2 separate regions of the Mus musculus genome follow, and region 1 is linked to region 2. Evidence: chromatin contacts called from public promoter capture Hi-C data. All regions are on one chromosome and are shown on one strand. Each heading gives the region's core, a stretch centred on a gene start, on an enhancer-like site or on the middle of the called end of the contact. The rest is flanking DNA. Distances are from core to core; before and after follow the strand shown.

The links. Promoter capture Hi-C pulls out the DNA fragments that hold promoters and counts their contacts.
Region 1: a contact with region 2 is called in a promoter capture Hi-C map of liver, with 2.4 times the contacts expected there. The contact joins the promoter of Blvra here to the promoter of Hdc in region 2.

What each region holds. Positions count from the first base shown.
Region 1 is chr2:127,067,739-127,073,174 of GRCm38.p6, forward strand. Blvra (biliverdin reductase A) reads left to right here and starts at 2,919. Exons shown (of 8, transcript NM_026678.4): 1 at 2,919-2,992. It overlaps Ap4e1 (adaptor-related protein complex AP-4, epsilon 1), which reads left to right. Exons shown (of 21, transcript NM_175550.3): 21 at 1-2,076.
Region 2 is chr2:126,614,946-126,620,540 of GRCm38.p6, forward strand. Hdc (histidine decarboxylase) reads right to left here and starts at 3,733. Exons shown (of 12, transcript NM_008230.6): 1 at 3,573-3,733; 2 at 1,231-1,403. The coding sequence starts at 3,624.

The sequences.
Region 1 (5,436 bases), core at 1,669-4,168, 450 kb after region 2:
GAGGAGGAGGCCAGGTGGTGGTGGTGGTGGTGATGCACGCCTTTAATCCCAGCACTCGGGAGGCAGAGGCAGGCGGATTTCTGAGTTCGAGGCCAGCCTGGTCTACAGAGTGAGTTCTAGGACAGTCAGGGCTACACAGAGAAACCCTGTCTCAAAAAAAAAAAAAAAAAAGATTCTACAGAGCTGTCATCCATAGTTAGAACAAGACAAAAAGTTATATTTTTTGTATTTTTTAAGTTAACTTTTAAGATAGTCATTCATAAATGTAGCATTTTGTTAACGTCGCTCTTAAATACATGCAGTTAAGCCTTGCTGAGAGAGGAGGGTGACGGAATGTCCTGCACTTTGGGTTTCTCCCTTCAGAAGAAGGAAGACTGGATGCATCAGCAGCCTCGGCACTGTCGGGATAGAGGGTTTGGAAGCAGCTGCTCCATTAGCTTGCTCTTCCTCTTTATGTTGCCATTCCCAGCCTTCCCTGCTCCTTACCCAGGCTCGCCCTGACTTTATCAAGCAGTGCGGCCATGTGGTGTAGGACGGGCTCCTTTGTGTATTTTTTCAGGCGTTTCTGTGGTCACTGAGTTTGGTCAGTTGTGGAGCAGGGAGAGTAAGGTATATAAAATCACAGTGACATCTGTCCGAAGGATCATGGTTTTTGCTTTCTTCTGCTTTGTTATAAGGGATGGTTATGAGAGGACTCTACTGGCCTGTCTAACAGCGCATGTGTAAACAGTAGGTTTGGGGTTGAGGCATGACTTCAGATCTGCCAAAGAGAACATAGTGTCACTTTTGTTCTTTCTGAACTCATTAAATAAAATGTAGAGTAACAGGGTTTCTACAGAAATGTTTAATACAATGTTTACAATGTTTATGATTTTAATAAACTAATAATAATAGAAAAGAGTAGATATTTTAAAACTTTGGACCAGTACATATTCTATCTAAACTCACTGCATTATATTCTGAATCAGGCATCGTCAACCTTTTTGATCACAAAATAGGGAGAATTTTAGGTCTAGTTCTTGCGTGGGGCCATCCATAACACCTAGTCTCTTTACTTTATAATCAGCCAATGAGGGTAGCGCTTAGGGGAAGAATGGCTGTGTGCTGTGTGCCGGGCACCATTACCAAGAATGGAGGGCAGCAGAGCCAGGCTGGGGACAGATAAAGGAGGACAGGAAGAGCATGAGAGCAGCGGAAAGGAGGTGGCCAGGCTCCTAGCAGTCACCCAGGCGCTCAGCAGAAGAGCGGCCACTCAGGGTATGAGAGGAGCCTGTCTTACCCTTCCCTACAGAGAAGCTGTGGGAGGAGCTGAGCCATCTGAGAGCCAGTGTACAGGTGTGCCCAGCGCAGCATGTGCTCTGCAGGGGAGTGTTGGCTGACGTGCTAAGCTCTTCCAAATTGACTTATAAAAGTACAGTATTTTATTTTCATTTAACTGTAGGTTCTTTTATTTTCTATGGCTAAACATGATCATTGTCACATGGTAAGCCATAAGAAGTGCACTGACCCTATTCATGTGTCTTTGAGCTGTTTTCTTATGTCAGAACTTTAGGAGAGAACAATGCAAGTGAATAGCAACGTAATAAATGATGCATTTTTTTTTTACTTTGTTTTGGCACTGGACTGTGTAAATTGAAATTTTTTAATTGAATGTATAATAAAAACATCTGTGCTTTTTGGGGTCTGTATGTTCTTTATAATTTAAGTAGATGAAAATTATTTAATCAGTATATAGATAGGTTTCTAAATATATAAATACAACTTGCTCAGTCTGTATGTTTGTTTTTGCATGTGTGTTATATGCACATGTTTGTGTGGCTGTACATATAATCATGTAAATGTTCATGTTTCAGAGGCCAGAGATCAACATCAGGTTTCTTCCTCACTATCTTATTAGTTTTTAACTTTTAAAAATATGGCTTATTCATACATAGGTGCTTGGTGCTAGCAGAGGTCAGAAGAGCCATCGGTTCCCCTGGAACTAGAGTTAAAGAACAAATGGTTGTGAGCTGCCGTGTGAGTGCAGGAAATTGAACCCAGGTGCTCTGCAGGTTCTACAGCACAACAAGAGCTCTTAACCACTGAGCTATTTCTCCAGCCCCTGGTCACTCACGGAAGACGTGAGCTGCCCAGCCCACAGGGTATGCACTACCATACCCAACTAATTGCTATTATGTTTAAGGTCACTCTGGCTGCTGTATGGGTGGAAGATTACAGGGTGATCAGGAAGGGGTCAGTTCTGACTTCTCAGATGGCAGATGATGGAAACGTTAAGAAGTGGTCTGACTCCAAGTTAGGCTTGTAATTGTGCTCCATGCCTTGTCTGGAGTGAGGACATTTATCTCACGAGAAACAAAGATGATTTTTCGTCGCCACCAACCCTGTTAGTTTCATCAGTTTTGTCAAGGGATAAAAAAGGGTAAATGTCAGTGGACTTGGAACAGACTCCAGCCCTACAGGTCAAAGCGTCCTTCAGATGCCTCCCTCTTCTCCCTTACCCTTGGTACACTTTCCTCGCACAGCACTCTGATTCTCCCCTCAGTGCGTCTACTCTTTCGCCATTCCCAGGGTGAGACCAGGCTGTTCCTGGGAAAATGCTGTTTCCTAGCCCTGAAGACAGGGAATTACAAACACTGGTTTTCTGGAATCCTCGCTCCTTACAGGAACAAGTTTTTGTGTCAGATCAATTATGTTTGAGCCGCAAAACTAAACAAGGTCCCGAATATACCCAGGAAAAAAAAAAAGCCCTAGTTGCATTTGGCGCGAAGGGAGCTGACAAAGTAGCGACACCACACCAAACAAGTGCAAAAACACAGCAGCTCGTAATTTTCCCCATTCAGCAGCATGGGCCGCGGGACTCACGGGAATTGCTCGGTCAAGGCTCCGCCTACCATCTGGACAGCCAATCGAATCCTAGCAGCGCTCTGTCTGTAGCTGCTGGGACGCTGCAATTTGGGCGCGCTGAAGCGGAAGCTCGTGAGCCGCTGGTAAGGTGAGCTCTGGCCGGGAGGGGCGCGGGGCTGAGCGCACGACCCTGAGACGGGAGGCCAAGGCCGATAGGGGCCGCGTGCCCGCCATCCTTTCGGGACCCCGGAGCGCCCTGGCCGCCAGCTTCTCTTTGCGGAGCCCTTCGCAGGCCGGACCGGGGGGGGGGGGGGCCTCCTCTCAGGAAGCGGCATTCCCGAGTAAAGATGGTAAAGAAATTAAATCTCCATCTCGTTTAAAAGTGCTGATGGTTTCCGGCCTTACCTAGATGAGGCTGGTAGGTGTATCGTGCACTGACTGGGGGACTGAGCCCCCCACCCCCACCCCTACCCCCGGTTTGACAGTGTCATATCCAGAATGATGACTTTGAACTCTGGAGGTTGAGAGTTTGCGCCAGGTGTGTCTTTTATAATCTCTCCTAGCTGTACTTTATTCTTTGAAAACTGAAAGAAAGAGTGTTGGAAGACCCTGTGAGGGTTGAATTTTAAGTCGCTTGCTTATCTGAAGAACTCAGAGATAAGGCTGAGTTTAGGTCCTACTAAAAACAGAAATTAAAAGGCCAGCGGTGGTGGCGCACACCTTTAGTCTTTAGCACTTGGGAGGCAGAGGCAGGCAGATCTCTGAGTTAAGGCCAAGCTGATCTACAGAGTGAGTTCCAGGACAGCCAGGGCTATACAGAGAAACCCATTATGTGCAGTTTTGGATCCAGATATTTTTCTATTTAACATTACATAATTCCAGTTTTGCATCTTACAGCTGTTATGGGTTTGGGGTATACTAGCTAACCTCTTGGTGTATCAGTGTCCTCATTTGTACAAGTGGGGATAAAGAGCATGCTTGCTCGGTAGGATAGCTATAGCTATGTAAGGCCACAGAATGTTCAACCTAAGATTTTATAAATATTAGCACTCACAATGCACAAAGCAAACACTATAGCACTGGAAAGTTCCCCCCATAATTAATGAAGTTTCTATATTACTTCCAAGAATTTCTTAAATTGTTCTTACTGAATAATTTGAGTTCTTACTGAACTAGAGTTCATTTTTATTGTAATAGGTTGTATTAATAAATATTCAGATCCCTTTCTTCCATTCTGCATTGCAGAGTAGCACATATTGAAGCCACGTGGTAGACAAAGTATTGTCAAGGGCCTTCTTGATGGCTAGAAAACTGAGAAATATGTGTGGCTAACTATACTTGAACTTTTAGAACTAAGGAACAAATTTTGCTGAAACTTAGTACTCAGAGACAAGTATTGTTGCTATTTTGATGTATATAAATTATATACATCTGTATAGCTATTATGTTTTACTTCATAGGTTTTGTTATAAATCAAGGTTGAGGCAGAAGAGTTGCTGAGAGTGTGAGGTCAGCCTAGGCCACAGAGTGTGTTTCGTGCCTCCCTGGGCTACAAAGTGAAATCCTTCCTCAGAAACAAAATTCACACACAAATCCTGAAAAACGGAATAAAAGGAAAGAACTGTTGTTGGCCTGCATTGTAGAAAAATGGGCAGAGTTGAGGATATCCATGAGAGAAGGGTGGCAACCGGGAGTGAACATCAGCAGACTGCTGTCTCCGCGGTGCATGGACGGTGCTTGGAAGGTGCTTGGAAGGTGTAGGGGGTCTCAGAGCAAGGCTGGGGTATGGCAGAGGAGCCTGAGCCCTTCCATGCCTCCTTCAGGGCTGTAGCAACTGTGGCCAAATGCAGCTTTGGTGATGAACTGTTAGGAGAGCTGTGCAGGTGAGGCATAAGTAATCCTGTCTTCCTTTCTTCACTATTCAGTGATTCTTAGTTGGCCAAACACCATTACCAAAGGAGCCAGTCTCTGTGTCCCTGCAGTCTGGAGGTTCTCAAAGATAGGCTAAGCATTTGATATCTGTTTGCTTTGTAAAGTGTATAATATTAAGGCTGGAGAGATGGCTCAGCAGTTAAGAGGACTGGCTGCTTTTCCAAAGGACCCAGGTTCAAATCTCAGCACTCACATGTCAGTTCACGACTGTCTGTAATTCCAGTTCCAGGGGACATGACACCCTCACACAGATATACATGGAGGCAGAACACCAATGTAAATAAAAAATTTAAAAAACATTATTTGTGTGTATGTGTGTGTGTGTGTGTTTATGTATGTACATGCCTGAGGATGACAATACAAGGTGACAAATCCCCTGTAGTTGGAGTTACAGACATCTGTGAGTCACCTTACATGGGAGCTGGGAACTGAATTCTGACCCTATGCAAGAACAGCAAATGCTCTTAACTGATGAGCCATCTGTCCAGAACCATGTTGTGTGGCTGCTGTTATTAATGAAAACATGTTACCTGTAGATCTTAGAGTTTTGGATGTTAGCATATCCTTTAACTGCTGATCAATCTCTCCAGGTCTTAACTGGAGATCTCTATAAAAATGTAATAATTACGATTTTTAATGTTAGAAGCAAAAGTTAGACCC
Region 2 (5,595 bases), core at 2,483-4,982:
CTGCTAAGGATGGCTTCACAGAATGAGACTGCTGAGATAATCTTATTGAGGACTGGGCATAAAGCTATACTCATGCAGGCGTTTCCAAAGCTGCTTGTGAAACAGACTACACGGCAAACTTGTCCTGTTCTGAGTCCGAGCATTTTCTCAGCCTGGCTTGTAGACACATCCATCGCACCTAAGGCCAAAGCTTTTGGGAGACTGATGGGGGCAAACCTCAAGTCAACAGTGGGTTTGTGGAATGGGTGCTGTCAGGGCCAGGCCCAGTTGTGGGGAGCCTAGTCACTTGCCGTAGAGGTACCCAGGTATGGGGGTGGGGTGGGGTGGAGTGGGGTGGGGGACACAAAGCCTATGGGGTGAGATGGCTCAGGCTGAAATCCGGATCTGCCACACAGGACCTGGGCCAACATAATCAACTTCTTGGGGCCTCAGTTTCCTTGCCTGTCAAATGGATCTCTAGGAGGATTAAATGGAGTAGTTCATCTTGGGCTGGTGCATCATCTGTAGGGTGGGGAAGGGAATCGGGATGATGTTAGCAGAGTCACCCCAGCAGAATTACTCATGCTGGTGATAAGAGAGCCCTCATAGCCCAGGGCAGTGAGTTCCAGCTCAAGTCTGGCATATCAGCCAGCGCATCTGTTCCTGCCACAGTCACCCCAGGCTGCTCTCTCCTCCTGGGACATATTAGTAATTCCAGAAAAGCTCTTTCCTGGCCCCAAGAAACAACTCCATCCCAGCCCTCCCTGGTAAGAATGGCACAGAGGACAAAGTGGCTGACGGGTTTGCAGCTACCTAGGCCTGGCAGCTAGGGTGCTCCTGGGGACTTGTATTCTCTGTTTTATTCTATCCATTCGGTAAGACTTCAAAGAGTGGAAAGGCAAGTCCCTGGCCCTATCTATTGAAATGTGGGCACTGTCTCTGATCTCTGCTCTCCTTGCTCTCCACGGTTGTCCCTTTTCTTAAAACCAATCTTCATGTCTCTATGTATCTTATTACCGGACCACACTTCTGGCCTTGACTCCTCCCCACCAGCACTACAGGTCAGCACTGGCACAAGAAACCCACTTCCAGGCAAAGCCATAGCCCTCTCATCCCAGAAGATGGGCTCTGGTGTCGGGAGATGAGGGGCGCATTGCCCTGCCACACTGAGTCAAGCAAGGGTTTCTTAGGATGCATCCCTCCCTGTGTACCCTGGAGTCTGGGATCACCCCTGCAGTTGCAATGTCTCACCCCAGGCATGATGACTCGTTCAATGTCCCCAAAGATGCTGTCCCAGCTGTCGGGTTCCTCGGGAGCACTCGCAGGTAGCTGGGCTCGCAGGTATCCAGGCTGCACATTTGGAGTCACCTGCCTCTCCCGCACAGTGCTCAGGTACTGGGAGATGTAATCCACCATCTCTTTCCCTGGACAGAAGCAGAGGAACCGGGTCACATTTCCTTGGCCTAGTCACACCTGTCCCTCTTGAACAGACTTGGTGAAAGGAGCTAGATTTATGGGCAGGGGTAGAACTGGTCCCCAGTGCGTCCTTGAGAGTAAGGGTGTGAGGGACTGATGGGAAGAACACCTGAGAGAACACATGAGCATAGGGGAAAACCTGCAAAGCACAAAGACCTTAGCACCGATGTGAAACCATCTTTCCTTCTCCCTCACCTGCCAGGACGGCCACTCAGCCATTGTTCTCTTCTCAGAGACAGAACAGCTCTTAATTCTTTACCTTAAAGTCTCACGGTAGAGACTTGGTGGGTTTTGGTTTTTTGTTTTTGTTTTTGTTTTTGTTTTTTGTAGCCTAAAATTGTTAAACATTCACACACACACACACACACACACACACACACACACACACACACACACTGTTCTTTGTCAGCAGAGATGAAAGCTGCCACATCCAGTTCTCCTAAAAGGAGAAAACATCTTATGAGACCCATTAAATCAGCACTCGCTTGCCTTTATGGTACTTGGCAACATCTTCTTCTTCTTCTTCTTCTTCTTTTTTTTTTTTTTTTTTTTTTTTTTTTTTTTTTTTTTGGTTTTTTGAGACAGGGCTTCTCTGTATAGCCCTGGCTGTCCTGGCACTCACTTTGTAGACCAGGCTGGCCTCGAACTCAGAAATCCACCTGCTGGGATTAAAGGCGTCACCGTGCCCGGCTATTGGCAACATCTTCTGAGTGTGATGAAAAGTATAAGTTTACACACACACACACACACACACAAATTTCTGAGGTACGTGGGACATACTTAAAGTACAACTAAGAGCCCAACCAAGAGCTTGTGACCAACCTGGACCCCAAGAGACCTGAGCCCCACCGCTCCCTGCTGCTGGCACTCAGGGCTTGTCACACGGCTTCCACACTCAAATAGATGCACCAAAAGAATGAAGACTAGTCAGAAAGGGAAGCAGTCATGTGAAGCCACTGCAGGCCAGTTGTTCTTTGACCCTTCAGAGGGGCTCTCTCTCATGGCCTCCCACCCTCTAGATGTGCACCTACTATGAGCAACCAGAAACCCTTCCCATTCCCCTTCTCCCTGCAAAGGAGCAAAGGAGCAGAGAAGAAAAGGAGCCTGATTTATTCCCTCTACCTCAGCTTCTGCAAAGTCCCTACACACAGAACTGGGCCTAGACAAACTGAGGCACCAGAGAGCTTGACTCCTTCAGCCCACCACAGCCTTGGGCACCCAGCACTGAGTGGTGCCCAGTAGACATGAGAGAGCTGGCACTCATCCCCAGACAGTCTCATAGGAAAATGTGTCCCACTGCAGGATAGGAACCCACACTCTCAGCTAAGTGCACTGTTGAAAAGCCACATGATACGCTAATACGCGTCTGCCTACAAAGGTTGATAGGGGAGAAGAGAGAAAAGAGATTTAAAGCAGGATAGATATTAACTTACAGCCAAGAAGTTTCATACACTGTGGCCCCTCTAGTGGAGATGAGACTATTACAAAATTACAAAGACATTCAAAGTTCTCTGTTGTCACATAGGCTTCTAAAAGAACCTTTATTTTAAGTTGATGTGTATTTCAGTTAATGCGTACTAAACAGAAGAAGCAGAACCAAACTCATCATGTCACAAGTCACTTTGTTGGATGCATCCTCATCTTCCTACAAATCCCCTTTAAGCACTTCCCTACCTGTGGACAGCCAGGCCTGAAAACAGGGTACCTGGCTTTGCTTTCCCTGCAAGCTGGTATACAAGTGGGCACTTGGCGAACGTTTAAACATGAACACTAAAAGAATAAACTACTTTACACAGAGAAATGAATATTAAGAGAGTTTGGGCTATCAAATGCTTAAGTCTTTTTTTTTTTTTTCCTATTTCATAAGGCAATTGAGTGGATCACAAATACAGATAGTTTATTTTGTGGGCAGGTAGAAGGAAACAAAATGCAAGACACAGGCAGCAATCACAGAAGTAGGCACATGAGAGGCAGGGAATGAGGGACCTGTTAAAACTCTGATCTACATCCTGTTCAAGAATTCAGGAGAAACACCACTGAAGCCAAACCGGCTCTCCCAAGGCAACTCAAACACTCACCTGCCTCCAACAGCAGGGAAGACCCACCCTGTCACTCACCTCTAGCTCGGTAGTATTCACGGTATTCACGGTATTCACAGGGCTCCATCATCTCCCTTGGATTGCTCCTCCTGGCAGACAGACAGAGGAGGCTGGAAGGCAGCTGTCAACAGGGCTTCTTGGTCGCCTTTGTCTGTGCTGTGCACTCCCTGGCAGCCAGTGCATCTCTTATTTAAGGAGTTCCCTATTCCCCTCCTTTAGCCCCGCCCCCATAAAGTCCCTTCCTTCAGGCTTAATTTCAGCCTCTCTTGTCCCCGTCCTTTCTGATTTGAACTTTGATCAACAGAATCAGAGAACATGGTGTTTTTAGACCAGTTGGGGCACCTAGCCTCCCAAGCCTACAAGCAGCTCTGGATAGACAAGGTAAAAGAGCCCTCTATCATCCCTGCCCCTGCATTCAGACCATAGAGCCCCAGCCTTGAATAAAGCTCCTAGCTCAGAGGCCAGAAATAGGCCAAGGGCATTCACAATAAGTAGCACAGAGGGTGGAGTTGCTCCTGCCCTGGCTTCTCTATGAGGTGAGGGCAGAGCCGGCTCAGAGAAGCCCATAGCTAGCCAGGCTGAGCTCAGGACAGATCAACAACAGGATATGAAGGATTCTTTTTATCCATTACTACATAGCACTTGTTCTGGGTTCTTTGCCTCGACTACTGTTTAAGCTAACGGAGGAAAAACCTGTTCAGTGCCAATAAATCTGGAAGTCCCTTTAGTGGATGGACGCTTCTACAGCAAGCAGAGCTGGAGAACAGAGCGGAGCCTGGGTGCAGCAGAGTGCGGGACACACATTCGTAAGGGGGAAGAATTGCCACTTTGTCAGATGGAAATCTTTCTGGTGACAGCAGTTATCTGTACCCCTCCTCTTCCTGAGTCGAGTACTTTTCCTAATCAACGTTTCTTCCTGACCATCTCTTACGAAAGAACAGCTTTTGAGAACTCCTCCTACGTCCAGGGCTTCTCGAGATAACACAAAGGAAGCGTACTAGTGGGGGCGGGGATGGCAGTTTCTCCTGAAATCATATTCTGGGGTGGTGTGTTTGTCCTGAACCCCAACACTGCCACAAAACAACAAAAATCCTTCGGAGTTTTCCCGAATACCAAGAGCTTTTTGTTCTTTATATCGAGGTCCCTTTGTTCCTCAGAGGCTCTGGACTGCGGATGCCTGCACCCAAGAGCTTGAACACAATCTGAGAAAAACAGTGTCTAAAGCATTACCTGTACTTACACAACAGACTTCATGGGGGGTGGTCAGGGGGAAGAATGGGAGAAAGAGCTAAAGGTTAAACAAGGGTGGGGCTCAGTGGCAAACCGCTCACCTAGCACGCCCGCCCGAGGCCTTGCCTTTGGTCCCCAGTTCCCATCTCCCTTTTTTAAAAGTACCTCTGGAGCAGATTTGAAATGTTTGCAGGGCTACCTGAAGGATAAGCACCCAAAGAAGGCAGCTCCACACCCCAAGTGTCACCCTTCACCCAACTGTCATCACATCTGTCTCGATCAAAAGTAATCATGTTTGCTATAATTCTGTGAGCCACGCCAGCAAATTAATCAAACCCAAGAAAGATGTGGGAATCCACAAAGACATAGTAGCAAGCACAGGTAGCAAACTCCTTACTGGGAACCTGTGGCTGAAGTTGGAGCCGACTAAAGAGGCTGAACTCACAGTCTGGACTCTAACTCCACTCAGTGTCATAATTGGATTGATTGAATCAGAGGTCAGGTGGTATATGCCAGGGCTTGAATGGTATATAGGAGAAACTTCACACGTAAGAAAGGGAAGAGGAGCCAGGTGGCGGCGGCACTTGACTTAATTCCCAGGACTTGGGAGGCTGAGGCAGGCAGATCTCTGAGTTCGGGGCCAACCTGGTCTACAGTGTAAGTGAATCCCAGGACAGCCCGGCTACACCGAGAAACCCTGCCTCAAAACAAAATCAAAAAACAGAAAGGTGGGAGGTAGGGAAGGAGGGAGGGGGGGAAGGGAAGGAAGAGAAAGGAAGGGGAGGGAGGGGAGAGAAAGGGAGGGAGGGGA